Regions from separate parts of the Arachis hypogaea genome. Here region 1 is linked to region 2. The links are chromatin contacts, called in public Hi-C maps. All regions are on one chromosome and are shown on one strand. The core of a region is the stretch at or near the end of the contact, and the rest is flanking DNA. Distances in the headings are between cores, read along the strand shown.

Region 1 (6,973 bases), core at 304-2,803, 69 kb after region 2:
TTTTTTTAAAAGATATTTATAAAAAAGTAAAAATAATTTTATATTTGGATATTTTATGAAAATTTTTTTTATCTATCAATTATATTTAGGTATAATAATATAAAAGTATTTTTTGTTTATTTATTATATAAAAAATATATTTTTTTAAGAAAATAATTTTTTTAAAAAAAGATGTAAATTACAACTTTTTAAAAAAGATATATCTTTTTAGTGTTTTTATTTTTACTACTAAAAATTTGTCAAATACATTAAAAAATAAAAAAAATTATTAAATTTTTTTTATCAAGATAATGAAATTTATACAAACACTAAATATCACTAAAAATTAGATCTTATTAATGATAATTCTAAGAATATTTATTAAAAATAGCAAAACAAAAAGACGATTTAAATTTTTCAACAACACTAAACGTACAAGAATTTGTTTGTCAATAAAATTCTTTCATTTTTATACCTCTTTAACGAGGGGAGCTGTCAGCAATGTAAGGATTTAAAAAAGAGTCAAATATGGAAAATAAAAATATTCCTCGTTTGGTTTGCATATTATGGCTGCTAATTAATCAGGTTAGATTTGGGGTTTGGGTTCAGTTCTCTTCTTTTCTGACCATATCCTCCAAAAGTCAAATCAGCGATCCCATTCCCACTGGAGTTAAAAACGGAGCTAGTTGCGTTGAGTCGAATTTTATTTTAAATGAATTTGATTTATATTATAAAAATAGATAATTTAAATTTTGTTTTTTTTTTAACAAAAATAATCTAAGTTTAAATTTATTATTTTTTATAGGTTTTTTCAAATTCGAAGCTAATTTTCTTTTTTAAATTTTGACAAATTTACGAATCTATTTAAAAAGTTTGTTTTGTAAATTATAATTTAAAATAATAAATTTAAAAAATTTAAATTAATATTAAATATATTCTAAAATTTATAATTAATAATTTTTAAAGTATAATTTATTTATATATTATAACTATGTTTACAATTTATAATTATAAATATTTTTTAAAATAAAAAATTTTACAATTTTAACTAGTTTTAATTATTATTTTTTTATTTTATTTTATATTTAATATGAATAAATAGTTAAAAGTCTAAATTAAGAATAATTTATTTTTACAAAAAAATATTTTAACAAGTCGATCTAATAAGTTTTGTAAGTTTTTTTAAAAATTTAATTTTGATGTCATATCAACTCTCTTTTATATTAACTACATGAATAATCATTCGAAAAAATAGATATAATTGTACACTATATAAAAAACATTTATAAAAAAAATTTAAATCTAACTGTTTAATAAAATCAGCGGTATCAAGTTTAAAACGAACAACAAACTCCCCCAGAGTAGCTGACCCTAACTCCCACAATCCTAAACTGGATTTTGATTCCCCACAAAACCAGCAAGTCCTCTCCTTTCAGCAGCTTCCACATGTCCCCACAGTTACACCCCACGTGTCACGCTCTGATTGAGTGATTGATCCTGCTCTCACTTTCACCCTGCACCCTCGCCGTACACAATCATACTCCTCCCCGGCCCTTTCCCCCTCAAATTTGGGCACAGATACTATAGAGAACAAACAAACACAACAACAAGGTTCGTGCGACGAGTCAATCGTCATCATAATTCTCACCCCAACCTTCCCCCTCGTAACTATAATTACAGAAGAAGAAGAAGAACAAGAGTGGCATCTAATTCCAACCCCTTCGGTTTTCTACTTTCTTCCTTTGTTTCCTTCCACACTTCACTTTTCTTTCTCTCTCTTCCTTTTTCCTGTTACTTGTTCCACACTGCCACCTCATTGCACCGGAAAAAAAAAACCCTCTCCCCCTTCCCTGATTCCTTTCTTTCTCAAATACAACAACCAATTATCCAAATCACACCCTCTCTTTTCTAATTCTCTTAATTAATTACTATTAAGTATTAACCATAACATTCAATATTAATATTTATATTTAATTTCATAAATGAAAAATAAATGTGTATAATTATATATATTATTTATTTATTATCTATTTACTTAAAATCTTCTTCTGCTGAGTCGTAACCGTTTTTATCTCACGCGAATTCCGCCTCGGATAAAACTTCTCATATCTTCCGTATCGCGTGTGCTTTCCTCTCTGATACTGACCGCTCTCTATAGCATGAAGCATATTTCAACCTCCGCCGTTACCGGCTGCGCCGCCATCCAACTCAACGATTCCCCTTCGCACTAACGCCGCTTAAAAAAAAATCTCACGCACACATGCATCCTTTTTGCTGCGTATCCGCCGTCTCCGACCAGTCTTCTCCGGTAAAACCTACGCCCGCGGCTCACTTCGCGGACTTCACCATGCCTCCTCTCCCCTCCGCTGCCGTCAGATCCGATTCAGCCCCACGCCACAGTCATAGCCACAGTTACGGCAGCAACCACTCCGCCGGCGGTGGCAGCAGCAGCAACAACAACCACAACAACAACAACAATAATAACAACGGAGACCACGGGCGGGGGAGCCAGCAACAACAGCAGCGGGAGCAACCGCCGCCGCCGGTGGTGGTTGATGTGAAGATCAACGACCTCGTCGGAAATGGAATCTCGGGAATACTGTACAAGTGGGTGAATTATGGCAAAGGATGGAGGCCACGGTGGTTCGTGCTCCAAGACGGCGTTCTCTCCTACTATAAGATTCACGGTCCTGATAAGATCGTCGTGAATCCCGAGACCGAGAAGGGCTCCAAGGTCATCGGCGAGGAATCCATGCGCAGGATCTCTCGCAACCGCAATTCCCAATCCCAACACCACCGTCGAAAGCCCTTCGGTGAAATCCACCTCAAGGTTTTTCCGATTTTTCACTCTAGTTTGGGTTTCATACTGAATTTTCGTTCTCTCTGTTTTATTTTTATTTTTAATTATTATTTCTCTGTGTGAATTTCTTTGCGTGTAGGTTTCGACGATTCGAGAGAGCAAATCCGATGATAAGAGGTTTTCGGTGTTCACGGGAACGAAGAGGATGCACCTGAGGGCAGAGACGAGAGAGGATCGGACGGCGTGGATGGAGGCGCTGCAAGCGGTGAAGGACATGTTCCCAAGGATCTCGAACAGCGAGCTGATGGCGCCGGTGGACAATGTGAGCGTCTCGACGGAGAAGCTGAGGCAGAGGCTTCTAGAAGAACGGGTGAGTGAGGCTGCCATTCAGGATAGCGAGCAGATCATGAGGACAGAGTTTGCGGCGCTGCAGAACCAGCTTAAGCTCCTCAAGCAGAAGCAGTCAATGCTCATTGACACATTGCGCCACTTAGAGGTACACCGTCCAATCAAAAAGAGTAGAAATGCACAGCACTTGATGAATGAATGATGCCAATCGAATTTGGTGTTCTCCTTTTTCATTTAGATTTCATTTGGTTAGTATTTCCTAAAATTTGAAGGTGATAAACTCGTGTTTTGGGGGATTCAATTTTCATGCGAATCTGGTTCTTCAATTTCTATTTATCCCCTTTATTAAGTCAGGGGACGCCACAGATTTTTTTAATTTTTCCTTGGATTATACTTTTGTACGTTCATCTCTGAAAGTCAAAAGTTGTAGGCTACTTTCTAGTTTCTATAGTTCATTAGATAGATAAAGTGCCTCCGTAACCATAGACTGTAGTATAATTCTGTCAGTTTACTCCCCTTGTACTGAGTGAACACAATAAATTCCATGTCTTGTATGTATTCATCGTTGGAATCTGTAATTTCTAGTATAGATGCAAGAGGCAGGAGTTTGGTACAATTCTGTCTACAAAGTTGGCTATGATTAATTGACAGTTAACATGAAGTTTCAAAGTTCCTTCTTTTTCCTTTTATTCTTATTGGCAGGATCAAAGCAGAATTATGCCTGCATGTTCAACTAAATGCTAAATTTATATAAATTTGTCATCAGACTTATGTCTGTTGTTCTGTTGTGCTCATTTTTTTATAAGTTAAAGGCCATGCAGATGATCCACACCAATGCTAAGTTGACATCTAAATTTCAGTGTTCTTGAATAATTAGAGAAAACTTAGAAGATTAAGTCTCATTTCACCCCCAAACCTGTGTGGAAAATGTACTACTTTTTCTGGCAGACAACATCGTGCAGAACCTGTGGTGCTATCTTCCTTCATGGGTAAAAGAGCTGGCTAGGACCTATATAAGATGAATATTTTTTTATCCTTTTCTACAATTAGACCCATTAAATCCTATATTGAAGATATGAATGTAGTCATTGATGTTTAAATCCAGCATTTTCACGGGTTTCCCCTTGATTATAAAATTCTTTTGATCGACTGTGGCAAGCCTTGATCTTTTGTGTTCGAATGCAGTTTTTTTTTTTTTTGGGCATATTAAGGATTGCATTTGCTTTTTCTTCGTTTTTATTAACAAACTTCTATTTATATCATTCTATTGTAGACAGAAAAGGTCGATCTGGAAAATACAGTTGTTGATGAGAGCCAAAGACAGTGGAATGATCAAGAGACTTCCTCCACATTAAGGCAGGAAAAATCTAGTGGTAAGTTTTTGTAGAATGGCATGCTGTTAGGCATTATTGCTCCCTTTTGATTAACTGGCAAGTCTTTAGTCGTAGCTCATTTCTTATGGTCTTGTGGCCTCCTTCAGTGATAATGGTTGGAACTGAGACATTTCTGCATTAGCAGCAAGGTTAATGTTGATGTACCCTCGGTTTGAAGTTGTTGTATGATGCACGGATGTTCCCTCCTTTCCACTGCCTTTCTGAACTCTCTCTCTCTCTCTCTCTCTCTCTCTCTCTCTCTCTCTCTATATATATATATATATATATATAGTCCGATAGTTCATGATGACTCCTCATACCTGATGCTATACAGATGTTTTGACCTAAATGATCTTTCTACAACTTTGAATTTCATTTTCCTATTTTTTGATTCAGAAGGAAGTGCAAGTGAATCTGAGGATGATAACGAGAGAAATGATGCTGCAGAAGAAGAAACAGATGATGAAGACAATGCCTTTTTTGACACCCGCGATTTTCTATCGTCCAGTTCTTTCAAAAGTAATGGGTCTGATTATAGAGTATCATCTTTCTCTTCTGATGATGATGGGTTCTATGCATTCGAATCGGAGGATGATGTAGATCCAGCCATTAGATCTGTTGGAAGCAATTACCCTCATATTAAGCGGCGTAAGAAATTGCCTGATCCTGTAGAGAAAGAGAAAGGTGTGAGTCTCTGGTCAATGATTAAGGATAATATAGGGAAGGATCTAACTAAAGTTTGCCTCCCTGTTTATTTTAATGAGCCACTCTCCTCCCTGCAAAAATGTTTTGAAGAAATGGAATATTCACATCTGCTGGACCAAGCATATGAATGGGGAAGAAGGGTAAGTCCAGATTTGGCCGACAGGTCTCTACTACGATGCAAGTCTGCATTTTTTTTGCCGGCATAGAGTTTTTCTTACTGACAGTTCTTTGAATGTGGTTATGGTTGCATTCTTCTCAGGGTAATAGCCTCATGAGGATTCTCTGTGTTGCTGCTTTTGCTGTATCTGGTTATGCTTCAACTGATGGAAGAGTTTGCAAACCATTTAATCCATTACTCGGGGAAACATATGAAGCTAATTTTCCAGACAAAGGCCTTCGATTTTTCTCAGAAAAGGTCTGATCTTTCCCAACATAGTGATGTTATTGATGTACTACATATTTTCATCTCAATCAAATAAAAAGATTTCCTTAATTTTCCTCTCTGATTGACCTAACCTTACATATCTATCTCAGGTCAGTCATCACCCAATGATAGTTGCGTGTCACTGTGAGGGTACAGGTTGGAAATTTTGGGGGGATAGCAACTTAAAGAGCAAATTTTGGGGCCGATCAATTCAGCTTGACCCTGTCGGTACTTTGACCTTGGAATTTGAGGATGGGGAGGTTTTCCAGTGGAGCAAGGTGCATTTAATAAGTTTTAAACTTCTTCAACTGATTTGATATCTTGTTTTGTTCAAAACTGAAGTTCACTTGTTCTTCCAGGTTACTACATCAATATACAATCTTATATTAGGAAAGCTGTACTGTGATCACTATGGAACAATGCGTATACAGGGAAACCAAGAATATTCATGTAAGCTGAAATTCAAGGAACAGTCTATAATTGATCGAAATCCTCACCAGGTATTTTTAATCTACTACATGAAATTTCTTTCCCCCTTCAATTAATATATTTCTTCTAGGGTTCCTCGTATGCACACTTTTGCATCAGTGGGCTTATTTATTTTTGGGAAAAATAGTGAGACCCTTGCTATTTGTGGGCATATATGTGAAGTTTTATTGCAGATAAATTGTCTTATTATGGGTTGCCTTTGTTTTTAGGTCCATGGTATCGTTCAAGATAGGAATGGGAAAACAGTATCTACTTTGTTTGGAAAATGGGATGAAAGCATGCATTATGTTAACGGAGACTACAGTGCAAAGGGAAAAGCTCACGAATCCTTATCAGAAGCCCGACTACTCTGGAAGAGAAGCAAGCCTCCCAAATTTCCCACTAGATATAACTTCACTCGTTTTGCCATCACATTAAATGAACTTACCCCTGGGTTGAAGGTGTGTTTTGATTACTATGCCTTTGTGTTGCCGTCTTATTTGTGTCCCCCAATGCATTTTTGTAAAAGAAATACATTATTGCCGAAAAATCAAATAAATTACTCATGCACATTGTATCACAATCAATCATGTTTTTCCCATTTTATTGGGCACTGATCATCGATTCAATTTGTGCATGCGTAGGAAAAGTTGCCACCGACTGATTCCAGGTTAAGACCAGACCAAAGGTATCTGGAAAACGGGGAATATGAGATGGCAAATTCAGAAAAGTTACGGCTAGAGCAGAGGCAGCGACAGGTACTTATCATATGTTTTGTAGAGCTTTCTTTGTTTTCACTAGAGAAATATGAGTTGGTTTCTGGGTGCCTCATATTCTGTTAGAATTCCTGAAATCTTATTAATCATTAAATATATA
Region 2 (6,927 bases), core at 2,807-5,306:
CTGTAATTTCGAGGTTATGTCGCTTTTTCAAATGGACTCATCTTGGGTCATTATGACATATTAGATTTTGCTTCAAACATGCATTGCATTAGTCTTTCAATAATAAGTTATATATTGGAATGGATCTTCTAATGGTTGTTACCCAAATCCATGAAAAATATTCAATTCATATATATATGAATGAAAGTAATTCTCTAGGACCAAAAAGTCTTTTTAGTAGTGGCGAAAAAACATGATTCAACATTTGCAGAGTAAAAGTTTGTCACTCAACAAAATTGCTTTTGGCTCAGAAAATTTTTTGGATATCTATGTCTTTATATTACACGATTTTAACATACATTTTAGTAAAACATCATTTTTACCATCATTTAAAAAAATAAAAAGTGCACATATCACATATGCATTCAGCATTTCCCTCTCTATATGGTGGGGAGTGACATGTTCTATGGTCGAGGAGTACTTGCTCTTTCTCTTTCAGGACATGTGTCTCTCCATTTGTTTGTATTTCCTGAAGGTTACGTAAGATATCACACCACTCACCCCAACACATGGACACTCTTTCTTACCATTTCAACAAAATTCCTAATCAATATGTTAGATGATGCCACTATAAGCATGAACTCTAATGTAACATCCAATGTCCCCATCATATAGTATAATTATAGAGGTTTAGTCGTTCTCAAAAAGGATGGCAAAAAGAGTCTAGTGATAGGACCTCAAAGAAACTGCATTTATTTTTTACTCCCTCCTTTTTGAGAATTTGATATTGCCAGCATGCCCTATGGACAAAGCTGTATCTTCTTCCGCTAAATTTGGGTTTTCTTTTTCAACTTTTAGGTGAAATGGGGCATTACTCTCCATATGAGACAATTTTTGCACACCGTTTTTCTCCCGTGCTAAACTAATAAATTTTCACTCATCCTGTTTAAGTAATTGTCGCAAACTCGAATATCATTTTGTACATACAGCAATCTAATGGTAATAAAAAAATATATATTTAATTCAAACTAATTGAGTGATAAATCTCTTCTGATAATATTTTCATAAAACACACTTCTTTATACGTTTAATTGATTTACTTTTTATCTATCAGAGTGAAGTTAATTTAATGGTATACTCAATTCAATAATAAAAATAATAAAAATAAAAATAATAAATGCATATTTTGTGAATTGCAAGTGTCGAGTGGTTAGCTCACACGTCCGCATAAGCAAGTATCGGGGTTTGAATCCCACCTTGTGCATGCAGCAACTCATTGGTCAGTGGCAGACCCTTAAATGGAACTCAAATCCGCGACGGATTAGTTCTTAACCTGTTGGGTTGAGAAATACCGTGAGAAATCAAAAAAAATTTAAAAAAATAAATACATATTTTGTGAACTGCAATTGGCTATTGCTACTAGCTCTATTATTTGTCATCACTTCTCGAGCCACCCTCCCTCCCCACACCCACAAATGGAGTTCTTTAGGCATTGGTTATGGAAAACATAGCTGGTAACACTAAATTTGGTACATGTCGCTATCAGACATAACATCTGTAATATTCTGAACATGTTTATGACAATTACTATTAATATTAATTAACAATTAATAATGAATGTAGTAGGTCCTAATAACTTAATTAGTCTAGCTGTCTAAAGTACCATTTGGTTTCTTGGCATTATTATTAAGAGGGTCTGGGATCAGAAATCAGATAACTTTTAACTGTAAATTGTGTCACTATATTACAAGAGGCTTCAGGAAATGAAGATTCTATATATGTAAATAAATTGTACCTTCAAGATGTTGTGTAAGATTATCATAAAAGGGAAATTATATGTGAAAGTGTGAAGAATGATGGTGTGCTTTCCAGGTTGGTGCTATATTCACAAGTAAAGTGTCTATGGATAGTACTATGCTGTTGATGACGTTTTCAGCAATCATCATCATCATCATGTGAGTGAATGAGTTAAGAAACAGTTGTCAAATACTCAAAGTAATTTTCCGGCTGATTTTTTTTTATATGAAAAAAATATTAGTATTTTTTTTAAAAATGAAATTATTTGGTGTAATTAGATATGGGTGGATTTTGTAGGTGAAAAGTCAACACGTGGGGGGACGTGTTGCAATACATAGAAAGCGTGTTAGACACGTGACAATATATTGGTCAACACATGGAAAATGTGTTGAAACACGTGAAAAGCGTGTTGAAACACTATGATTTAATATATTTTAAATATTAATATTCAACTAAAATACCATCTCATTTCCATATTAAAAATAATTTTTGTAATTTCACACCACTGAATTTCAAACTGCTTGCATGTTCTCATGTTTTGGAAAATTTTCTTTGATAATTAAGGCTAATAATAACGCCTAATATTTGAAGACAAGCGTTAATAAAGTTAGTGGATGTCACACTCATTTGAGTATGTTTATATTTGGAACCAAATTGAAGAGATTCATTTTTGTTGTACATATATTTAAACATGAGATGTTATATTTATGTCCATATTTTGCACCTAATAGTAATATTTGTATTTGGTTTAAAAGCTGTTGGGTAAAGTAATAAAGTATTACCCAAAAATTTATATTTCTGAGAAAAATAATATCAAAAATACGAATCATAAACAAATTTAAAAAAAAAACATATATATTCTCAAAAATAGTTTTAGATATTAAATTTTGATATAATTTTTTGTAAGTATGATTAGAAAATAATATTTTTATTCTTAAAATTTAATAATTTTGAAGTTTATACAAAATAAATTGTTTTCGTGATTTTTTTTAATGATTGAAAAAATTTAAAAAAATGAAAATGTGGTCTAGTGGTTGAATTTTTCTCTAATTTTTCGCATGCTCCTTTAAAATAAGTATTCAAATGTTCTACAAAAATGTGTAAGTCGTATGTACAAAATATATTTGCTACTAAAGAGAAAAATATTTTTTCATCACATTTTTTAATTTTTCAAAAATTTATTTGTCTCTTATATCTTTTAGAATTATTTTTGTTAGCAACATAGAGTTTTTATGTACTATTTTAGTCATTTACACAAAATTTTCTTATAATATTGACACATTGAAAAAACAAAAACTTTGCTATTTTTACTTTTTCAATACTTATCTTTCTATACACAATTTTTTTTATCTCATTTTGTTGAGAGTAAATTATAATTTTTTATCATAAAAGATTTAAGCACTACTAATTTTAACTATGAAAAATAAAAATTAACTTTATGTTTATAAAAAATTAAGTTAGTTCAATAAAACTATTCAAATAGATAGCTGATTGAATATTTTGGATATTTTGTCAAATTTACCCATCATTGATTAATATCGAATTAGTTTTATTTTTTTATGATTGAATTGTTAGTGATTTAAATTTTTACTGTCAAAATATTTTATTTGAAAATTATGCAATAATTTTTTTTTAAAAGCATACATTAATAAAAAAAATTTTATGCCATTTGAATGTTGATGCTTATGTATTTTAAAAATATGGCACTATATAAACATGAGGGAAAAAATTAAAAGTTTTCTTTTTTCATTTTGTAATCCATTCTTGATAACATTTCACATATTCCTTTTAAGACAAATTTAATATATGTATATAATATAGGAAGAGTTTTAAGTATATCAGAAATATTAATGTTTCAATTGTTTTAACCGTTGATCTAAATTATAAAATATATATATATAATATTAATTTAAAATCAATAGTTAAAATAATTAAAACATTGGTATTTTTAATACATTTAAATTTTTTTTTATAATATAAAATTATTATTATTATTATTGTGTACAAATAATAGTACGACTCTGATCTTGCATTGCACAAGGTACAATTTACACGTCTGCTTCCAATGAAAATTGGGAAGTGACGACAAATAAGAAAATGTGAAACAATTAAAGTGAAAGAAATTATTAAATAGGTTAATTAAGAAGCATCTGAGTGAAAGACAAACACAACACAAAAGAGAGAATGGGATATGTATGCCTGAGAATTCAGATCATGAGACAGGGCCTGCAGTGTATGTTATGTTATGTTATTTGTAATAAATTTGGTGAGCCATAATAATTACTTATGATTAATGGAAAAAGAAACACAAAAGAAGATTAGTCAAAGATCCTTTGCTATGATCACATGGGGGAGCAGGCCTTTGGTGGGCCTAACTTAATTACTTGTGACTTCAACACAACAATAAAACAATATTTATTTATATTTTATATGGTAAGAAAGTTGGAGTTGGAGGCCGAATAAGACACCATGCATAGTACATTCACTATTACACTTATCATTAACCTTATGTCCTTGTTTATTAAAGATGCTTTATCTTTTCTTCTTTTTTTGGTCTACAAAGATTTTCATTTGAACTACTTAATGGATGAAACTTCACATCATTTATCTATAAAATAATTCTCCACATACAAGCGTTTTTTTATACAAGTCTTTATAAGTTATAACGCGCTTTGAACTATACTACACATTCATTTTCACTGCACCTTCTTCTTTTTCTTACTGTACGTTCTTCTTCCTCTTCCTCTTCTTCTTCTTCTTTTCTTTCCTTTCTTACCTTCTCTTTTTTCTTCTTCATTTACGTGTTTTTCTCTTTATTTTCTTTTTTCGTTATTCTCGATTTCCATTATTTTTTTCTCTGCACCTTCTTCTTCTTCTTGCTGTACGTTCTTCTTCCTCTTCTTCTTCTTTTTCTTCTTCTTCTTTTTTTCTTTCGTTTCTTGCATTCTCTTTCTCCTTCTTTATTTACGTGCTTTTCTCTCTATTTTCTTTTTTCGTTATTCTCGATTTTCATTGTTTTTTGACATCAAACTCTGAAATCATTTTTGAAAAAGAAGAAGCAGCAAAAGATGAGGAGGAGAAAGAGAAAGAGTTCTGAATTATGCATAAGGTGTACTTCAACGAATTTTGGGTGTATTTCTTAAATCCTTTGGGTATAGTTTTGTAATCCTTTTGGTGTATTTATGTAATCCTTTGAGTGTATTTCTATAATTGTTTGGGTGAATTCCTGTAACCGTTTGGGTGTATTTCTGTAATCGTTTGGGTGTATTTCTGAAGTTCCATTATCTTCAAATTTGACAAGAAACTCGTTTTCATAGAGGAAGAAGAAGAAGAGTCATTCATAATGTATGGTGAGTAGTGCGCTTTGGAAACAGGAAGTGGTTGAATAACGTGCGTTTATTTATTCTTGAATGTGGAAGTGTAATGCGTGTGTTTTGTTGGACTTGTGCCAACTTGTATGACTTGTAAGCCAAAAAGACTTGTATGTGTAACAGCCCTCTTATCTTTATATGAAATTAAATAATTTAATATATTTAATTAAATTATTATTTAATAATTTATAACTATTAACTTCATGCAAAAAAATTACATGTGAATTTTTATTTAATTAAAATCATTACTTAAACATAATTAAATTTGGCTATTTTTGGTCTAAATTTGGCTCATTTAATCTTATAAAACAAAAATGTTAGCTTGTAAAGTGATCAAGAATATATTAAAATTGATGTTTAATCATCACACAAAAATTTCAAACTCCTTTTTCTATAATATATATTTTATCAGAAATATTTAATAATAAAAAAATTAACAAAAAATAACCAAATTTTATCTTATTTAATATTTATTAAATATTAAATAAAATAAATTATAATTTTTTTTCTAGCATTATAAATATTTTAGATTGTTGAGTGAGCATGAGTGTTGAACTAATTGAACCAATGAGAAAGTATTATTTAATTAATTAGAGTAGCTTTTATTAAGATCTTAAGCATGGTTTGAATATATGATTACTAAAGCTCTTTCATATATTCTCAATCTTGTACAATAGAAACACATGATTATCTTGCCATTATCGAAGTAGATATGACTAACTGAATCATTAAAGTTAAATAATCATCAAAAGAGAGTGTTCACAATCATTGATTTGATTAGCCCTTGCCAAAACAACAGTAGCCAAAAGATAAATAATAAATAAATAAATACGCATGAGAAGTGGTAATGGCTGTTTTGTCAACCCACTTTCTTTACTTTATTTCTTTCTTTCTTTAGTATATCTTCTTTGGTTTTAAACTTGTCATTCTCCCAATTAAGCAACGACAAATGAAAATGTGATAACTTTAAAGTCTAGAGTGGTGGAAATTTTGGGATGTCATTACAGTTACGTTTTTTTGTATCTCACATTATTTCTTAGTTTAAAGGATTAAAAATTCAGATTAAAATTTTATTTAAATATTTGTTATTAACTAATATATAGTATAATTAAATAATTTTTAAATATTATTTTTATTCAATTTTTAGAAAAAAAAGAATAAAAAATAAATAGTTCTTTTGATTTTGTAAGCAACTAATATGTAAAAATGAATATTTATAAATTAATTAAATAATAATAAATTTTTAAAAAAGCTGGTTAAAAGCTAAAAGTTAAAAAACAACTAACATTTCATATAAATTATTACACACACAAGTTAAAATTTAAATTTATAACACTTAATTAAACGAACGAGTTAATTAATTATTATTGACTAACCTAGTTAGACTTTTTTTTTAAATAATGCCATCTATAATCACTTAAACACCCATTTTTAAAAAACATATGTGAATATTAATATATGAATATATGATCAACAAATTCAACATTATTGCTTATTAATGATTAAGCTTATTAGTGTATGTAGATCCATTTGTTAATGTCATAAAATAATTAAGTAATAAATAAAGTGGATATATATTTTTTGTTGTTTATAGTATCCCCTAACTCAACAAGTGAATGACTAATTCGTTACGAATTTAAGCTTTATTTAAGGATCTGTCACTAGTCAATGAATTACTGCATATACAAAGTGAAATTTGAATCCTCGACACTTAATCGAGCAGACGAGTGAGCTGACCACTCGACCAACCTTAAAGTGTATATATATTTATATGTGGAAG

Evidence for each region. A called contact is a pair of places that touch in the nucleus more often than the background predicts.
Region 1: a Hi-C map of an unstated tissue shows a contact between it and region 2, with 5 times the contacts expected there. The contact joins the promoter of LOC112706110 here to the enhancer-like site in region 2. A contact is called at or near these places in 2 of 8 Hi-C or Micro-C datasets (leaf and an unstated tissue).

Annotation. Positions count from the first base shown.
Region 1 is chr8:11,601,006-11,607,978 of arahy.Tifrunner.gnm2.J5K5, forward strand. It overlaps LOC112706110 (oxysterol-binding protein-related protein 1C), which reads left to right and starts at 1,554. Exons shown (of 10, transcript XM_025757239.3): 1 at 1,554-2,809; 2 at 2,919-3,275; 3 at 4,401-4,500; 4 at 4,900-5,345; 5 at 5,465-5,620; 6 at 5,740-5,907; 7 at 5,989-6,129; 8 at 6,328-6,558; 9 at 6,742-6,855. The coding sequence starts at 2,240.
Region 2 is chr8:11,529,900-11,536,826 of arahy.Tifrunner.gnm2.J5K5, forward strand. No RefSeq gene overlaps it. Among protein-coding and RNA genes, the nearest start is that of LOC112706109, 9.3 kb to the left of the region's middle. Within about 2 kb of position 4,057, at least 2 of the 3 cell types and tissues checked have open chromatin away from gene starts, as enhancers often do.